Linked DNA regions of Mus musculus: region 2 is linked to region 1. Evidence: chromatin contacts called from public Hi-C data. All regions are on one chromosome and are shown on one strand. The core of a region is the stretch at or near the end of the contact, and the rest is flanking DNA. Distances in the headings are between cores, read along the strand shown. Region 1 overlaps Cubn (cubilin (intrinsic factor-cobalamin receptor)). Region 2 overlaps St8sia6 (ST8 alpha-N-acetyl-neuraminide alpha-2,8-sialyltransferase 6).

Region 1 (2,930 bases), core at 108-2,607:
TGGGTAATTTCTCTAGCTCCTCCATTGGGGGCCCTGTGATCCATCCACTTCTGTGTTTGCTAGGCCCCGGCATAGTCTCACAAGAGACAGCTATATCTGGGTTCTTTCAGCAAAATCTTGCTAGTGTATGCAATGGTGTCAGCGTTTGGAAGCTGATTATGGAATGGATCCCTGCATATGACAATCACTAGATGGTCCATCCTTTCGTCACAGCTCCAAATTTTGTCTCTGTAACTCCTTCCATGGGTGTTTTGTTCCCATTTCTAAGAAGGGGCAAAGTGTCCACACTTTGGTCTTCATTCTTCTTGAATTTCATGCGTTTAGCAAATTGTATCTTATATCTTGGGTATCCTAAGTTTTGGGCTAATATCCACTTATCAGTGAGTACATATTGTGTGAGTTCCTTTGTGATTGGGTTACCTCACTCAGGATGATGCCCTCCAGGTCCATCCATTTGCCTAGGAACTTCATAAATTCATTCTTTTTAATAGCTGAGTAGTACTCCATTGTGTAAATGTACCACATTTTCTGTATCCATTCCTCTGTTGAGGGGCATCTGGGTTATTTCCAGCTTCTGGCTATTATAAATAAGGCTGCTATGAACATAGTGGAGCAAGTGTCCTTCTTACCGGTTGGGACATCTTCTGGATATATGCCCAGGAGAGGTATTGCTGGATCCTCCGGTAGTACTATGTCCAATTTTCTGAGGAACCGCCAGACTGATTTCCAGAGTGGTTGTACAAGCCTGCAATCCCACCAACAATGGAGGAGTGTTCCTCTTTCTCCACATCCTCGCCAGCATCTACTGTCACCTGAGTTTTTGATCTTAGCCATTCTGACTGGAGTGAAGTGGAATCTCAGGGTTGTTTTGATTTGCATTTCCCTGATGATTAAGGATGTTGAACATTTTTTCAGGTGCTTCTCAGCCATTCGGTATTCCTCAGGTGAGAATTCTTTGTTCAGCTCTGAGCCCCATTTTTAAATGGGGTTATTTGATTTTCTGGAGTCCACCTTCTTGAGTTCTTTATATATGTTGGATATTAGTCCCCTATCCGATTTGGGATAGGTAAAGATCCTTTCCCAATCTGTTGGTGGCCTTTTTGTCTTATTGACGTCCAACCCACTTTTTATACCATTTTAATTACATGCAAGTATTTTGGGCAAACAGTACAATAAGTAACTAACAAAGCAGCAAGTGATTACTCCCATGACAGTTTAAAAGGGCTTGTCATAATGACCAAAATACCTGAGCCCACTTTCTTGTCCAAGCCCAAAATCTTGTCTGAAGCCTAGTTCTGTTCTACCCTAAGACTAAAATTCCTGCCTTTCCCTACTTCTCTATTACAGCCTGAAGTTAGATTCTTGCCAAAACTTACTTCCTTATTATGCCCTAATGTCAGATTCCTGCCTGAGCTTACTTCCTTGTCATGGCCAATGTCAGATTCCTGTCTAAAGCCCATTTCCTTGTCTTTGGCCAATGTCAGACTCCTGCCAAGTGGTACTCCAGAAGGCTTTCCACAGGAGGTTACAATGGATGGTAAGGGCAATATTCTGTCAAAGTCTGACTCTCAGGACCTCTCACATTCAGTCTCTGGAATGCAAGCACAGTGGGGTTTGAGTGGCAGTCGCATCTTTCTCTCTGTGTGTTCAGATCACAGCTCATCTAGAAGGGAGGACAAGCCCACAGATAGCCCCAAGCTGGAGCATCAGGACTGAAAGGCAAACTTCAGCATTCAGAGGAAACAAATTAAAAATTAAAAATAGAGCCATCGGCCAAATACAACCTCCCCTCCCCCTTTGGTTGTTCCTATCAGGTGTTCTATCACTGTGATGAACAATTAACTAAGGCAATAAGGTAATAAATACCATCCATCTTCTTTCATATAACCCACAGCAGTCTGTACCCATAGGCAGAAATCTGATGCATGGATTCCTCCTAATAGACACACCGTAATTATATGAGTGAATGAGTCCTTGCCATCTGTACTCCTGCTGGGATCCGTGCATTTTAAGATTTGCAGAGGACACTGTCATTGACATAGGACCTCATTATTTTGAGTTGCATGAGGACTTAGAAAACATGGTACAGATGTGTTGTCTAGAATTTCATTCTGCTATAATGAAAAGGGAGGGAAACTGATTTCTTTCAACACTTCTATTAAAATGTTGAGGCTCCCACACACAGCTGACTTGTACTGGGCTTCATATAATTTGGTAAAATGTCCGTGATTCCTGCTTGCCTGCTTTCCAGCCTGGTGTTAGCTCTCCTCTGACTTTGGGGATGATAAGTCATGAGTGTTTAATGCTAGACAGCATTTGCTGGCTGGGGGGTGGCTCTGTGTAGTCATCAGGGAAAAGTGACTCCATTATGTTTTCTTTCCTGAAGGGTAAGTGTTAAAGTGACCTCCAACCGCCAGTTTAATTGCTTCGTTAGAATTTCTCTTCTGAGCCTTAGGTACTATGGGTCTGTAAGTTCTTATTGATCTGGGAGAAAACGGCTGCACTCTGTGTGAGAAGGAGGGGGAGGGACAGACTGCGGTGGGGGAGGGGGGAGAAGGAAGGGCTGCTGAGAGGCTGACCTCTGTTTCCAGCAGCCTCTGTGCTCAGTGCAATGGAATGTCTGCCTTGTGTGAATCAGTGCAGATAAAAAAGCAAGCAGAGCACAGGCCATCCTGCCTATTATTTGCAAGGAGAAATGCACTCAGGCAAACAGCTGGAGCAGGAGGAGGAGGAGGAGGAGGAGGAGGAGGAGGAGGAGGAGGAGGAGGAGGAGGAGGAGGAGGAGGAGGAGGCAAGCAGCCCCTAACTGGTTCGGTTTTGGTTGTTTGTTTTTCCTGAAGCTTTTGGTGACTGTCTAAGGGAAAAAGAAAGGAAGCCAAGTGTCTGATCTGAACTGAAACAATCCAGACCCACAAGCCTCACTCTGAGGC
Region 2 (2,887 bases), core at 199-2,698, 410 kb before region 1:
TCTGTGTGCCACATAGGTTATTTATCATCTCTGATTTTGGCTTGTACCCTGAATGTGCTTTGTCCTCTGATTATTTGAATAAATTCTAGAAGCAGAGGTGCTTCATAGTGGAACATTTAAATGCTGATGTGGTTTGTGTAAAAATCTGTCACGATGCCTCTTCTAATTTTAGCAGCATGCAAGAGTGACAGCTGACCTGAACTCCAAGAGGGTTTGTATCCCCCACTGTGACTTTTAAAACTTCATCCTTAAGAAACAAAATTAATACCTTAATCTGGACTTGTTTACCCATTGTGGTAGGTTTTATTGTTAACATTTTGACATTTATATTTTTTCTTTTCTAAATTGACTTTTGATATCTTTCCACTGGTATTTGATTTTCATTTCTGATTTTTGAGAAGTTCATGTATATCACATGTATGAGATTTATGCTCTGTGCATAAAACATTTCCTAGCTTTTATTAATGTCTAATTGTTAGTTATTGCTATTATGTACTTGGTAGAAGTTTTCAGTCTCTCTCTTGCTGTATCCCTCATCTTTACCTTCTCTTCCCAGTTTTATTTTTCTTTTCTTTTCTTTTTTATTAGGTATTTTTCTTTATTTACATTTCAAATGCTATCCCCTTCCTGGTTTCCCTTCCAAAAACCCCCTCCCGCCTCTCCCTTCCCCTGCTAACCAACCCATCCACTCTCACTTCCTGGTCTTGGCATTCCCCTACACTGAGGCATCGAGCCTTCACATGACCAAGAGCCTCTTCTCTCATTGATGTCCCACAAGGTCATCCTCTGCTACGTATGCAGCTGGAGCCATGGGTCCCTCCATGTGTACTCTTTGCTTGGTGGTTTAGTTCCTAGGAGCTCTGGGGTTACTGGTTGGTTCATATTGTTGTTCCTCTTATGGGGCTGCAAACCCCTTCAGCTCCTTGGGTCCTTTCTCTAGCTCCTCCATTCTATGTGTGTATGAATCTTTGACCCTAAAGTAAGTATATATCTGTAGTTTAAAACTACGTAATTTGAGAATACTGAAACTGACCCACTGCAGCTTATTTCAGATACAGCGTAAGAGGTGGTATTCTTACCTGTTGTTATTTTCTTAATAAATGCTTTCTTCTTTGAAAATTCTTTCCTAATATAAACCTAATTATTGCTTAAAAACCTAGAAGCATTGGTTTGATCCCCTTGTAAATGCCTGACATATGCCAACTTAAATTAGGCTGTCCTTATTTCTTCTTCATTTTTATTTCTTCCTTGGTCAGTTGGCATAAACCTTTCATTTTAGCCATGGGGTGTACATGTCAATCTCTATGAAACCCTGGTACTCAGTTCCAGGATAGCAATTCCATTTTCTTTGTTTTTTTCCTTAATACTTTTCGTTGTTGCTATTTTGGAATTTAAGGCTTTGTGAATGCTAGGCAGGAGCTCTGTCACTTCCTCTTTTTAAGACTTAAAATATTTTCCCCTAAGACTTTGCAAACATTGTTCCCTATTTTCTGACATTTCTACCTCAGAATGAGAGACCTTGACAATTTTCTTTTCATAGCTTCTGAAGGAATTGACTTAATTGTTTGTTTTACTTTATACTGACAGCAAATTTTAAAGGCTGGTGAGATAGCTTAGCAGCTCAAGTACATCCTGTGCGACCCTGAGGCCCAGAGTTTGGGTTCCTAGAACCCACATGCATGCTGGATGAGCATGGTGACTGTGTATCTAGTTCTCAAAAGAGACACTGAATTTCCATATCATGCTGGCTAGATTAGTTGTATTGTCAATCTCTTGGATTAATTGAGAAGCCCTTCCTTAACGAATTAGGAGTAGAGTTGTTGAGGAAGGTTCTAGATTTCAACTTCATGCCTTCACGTGCATACATGTGTACTTGGTTTCCTTGCACGCTTGCACATTCAAGCCCTGACTCATATCGCACATGGAATCCCAAGACCTGGGAGGTAAAGACAGGAGGATTATGTGTTGAAGGCCACTTTGGGCTACATGAGACTGTGGCTCAAAACACCAAAAAACAAACAAACAAACAACAAACAAACAAACAAACAAACAAACCAAACCTCAAATACTCCACAATGTTATGTCTACACAATAGTCCCTTTAGATGAATGGTGTCTCTTTAGGCATCAGGCTTAGCTAATTTAAAATTAGAAGACCTTGTGATTTTCTCTGTGTGGTTGTTTCAGGAGTTCCCAGGTCTGCCTGACCTCTGTGATGTGGCTCAGGGTTTTCTGTCTCTAATTTCTGTCAATGTTTTCTGCTCCATGTGGACTCTTGACTTTTCCTTCACTTGTATTCTTCCTTTGCCCTTTTCCCTGCCTCTAGGGATGGGTTTTACATGTGTTCTCAGTGTTACTGAATTATTAACCAATAGCATCTGCTCTCATTTTTGTCCCCTTTAAATTAGTAAATGGGTTACAGATTTTGTTATTTATTACCCTTTCCTCTAGGTTGTACCATAACGTAACAGCTTCTCTCACAGAAAAGTCGTCTTAATTTTCTTAGTTTAAAAAAAAAAACTATTATTTGTGTGTGTGCATTTATTTGTCTGTGTTTGTCTCTACATATGTCTGTGCAAGCATGTGTAAGCCAGAAGTCAATGTGGGTTGTCTTCCTCAATCACACCCCATGTTATTTTCTGAGAAAGAGTCTCTCACCAAATCTCACTGATTCAGCTCGACTGGCTGGCCAGTGAGCTCTGGGAGTCTTCCTGCCTCTGTGTCCTTATCTAAAGGAGTTTTAATCCAGGTACACACCACTATACCCAGCATTCTGTGGGAGTGGTGATGACCAAGCTCCCAGACCGAGTTTCTCCCTTTAGCTTCACTTTGCTTACTCTGTTTACTTGTTGTGGTGGTTTGAAAGAAAATGGCCCCCTGAGGCTCAT

Evidence for each region. A called contact is a pair of places that touch in the nucleus more often than the background predicts.
Region 2: a contact with region 1 is called in a Hi-C map of bone marrow-derived macrophages, with 11 read pairs. The contact joins two enhancer-like sites.

What each region holds. Positions count from the first base shown.
Region 1 is chr2:13,372,053-13,374,982 of GRCm38.p6, reverse strand. The region is part of intron 31 of Cubn (cubilin (intrinsic factor-cobalamin receptor)); the gene reads left to right. Among named protein-coding and RNA genes, the nearest start is that of Gm13270, 100 kb to the right of the region's middle. Within about 2 kb of position 1,357, at least 189 of the 459 cell types and tissues checked have an H3K27ac peak or open chromatin away from gene starts, as enhancers often do. A contact at or near this core is called in bone marrow-derived macrophages, where this site is marked.
Region 2 is chr2:13,784,027-13,786,913 of GRCm38.p6, reverse strand. The region is part of intron 2 of St8sia6 (ST8 alpha-N-acetyl-neuraminide alpha-2,8-sialyltransferase 6); the gene reads left to right. Among named protein-coding and RNA genes, the nearest start is that of St8sia6, 8.0 kb to the left of the region's middle. Within about 2 kb of position 1,448, at least 28 of the 459 cell types and tissues checked have an H3K27ac peak or open chromatin away from gene starts, as enhancers often do. A contact at or near this core is called in bone marrow-derived macrophages, where this site is marked.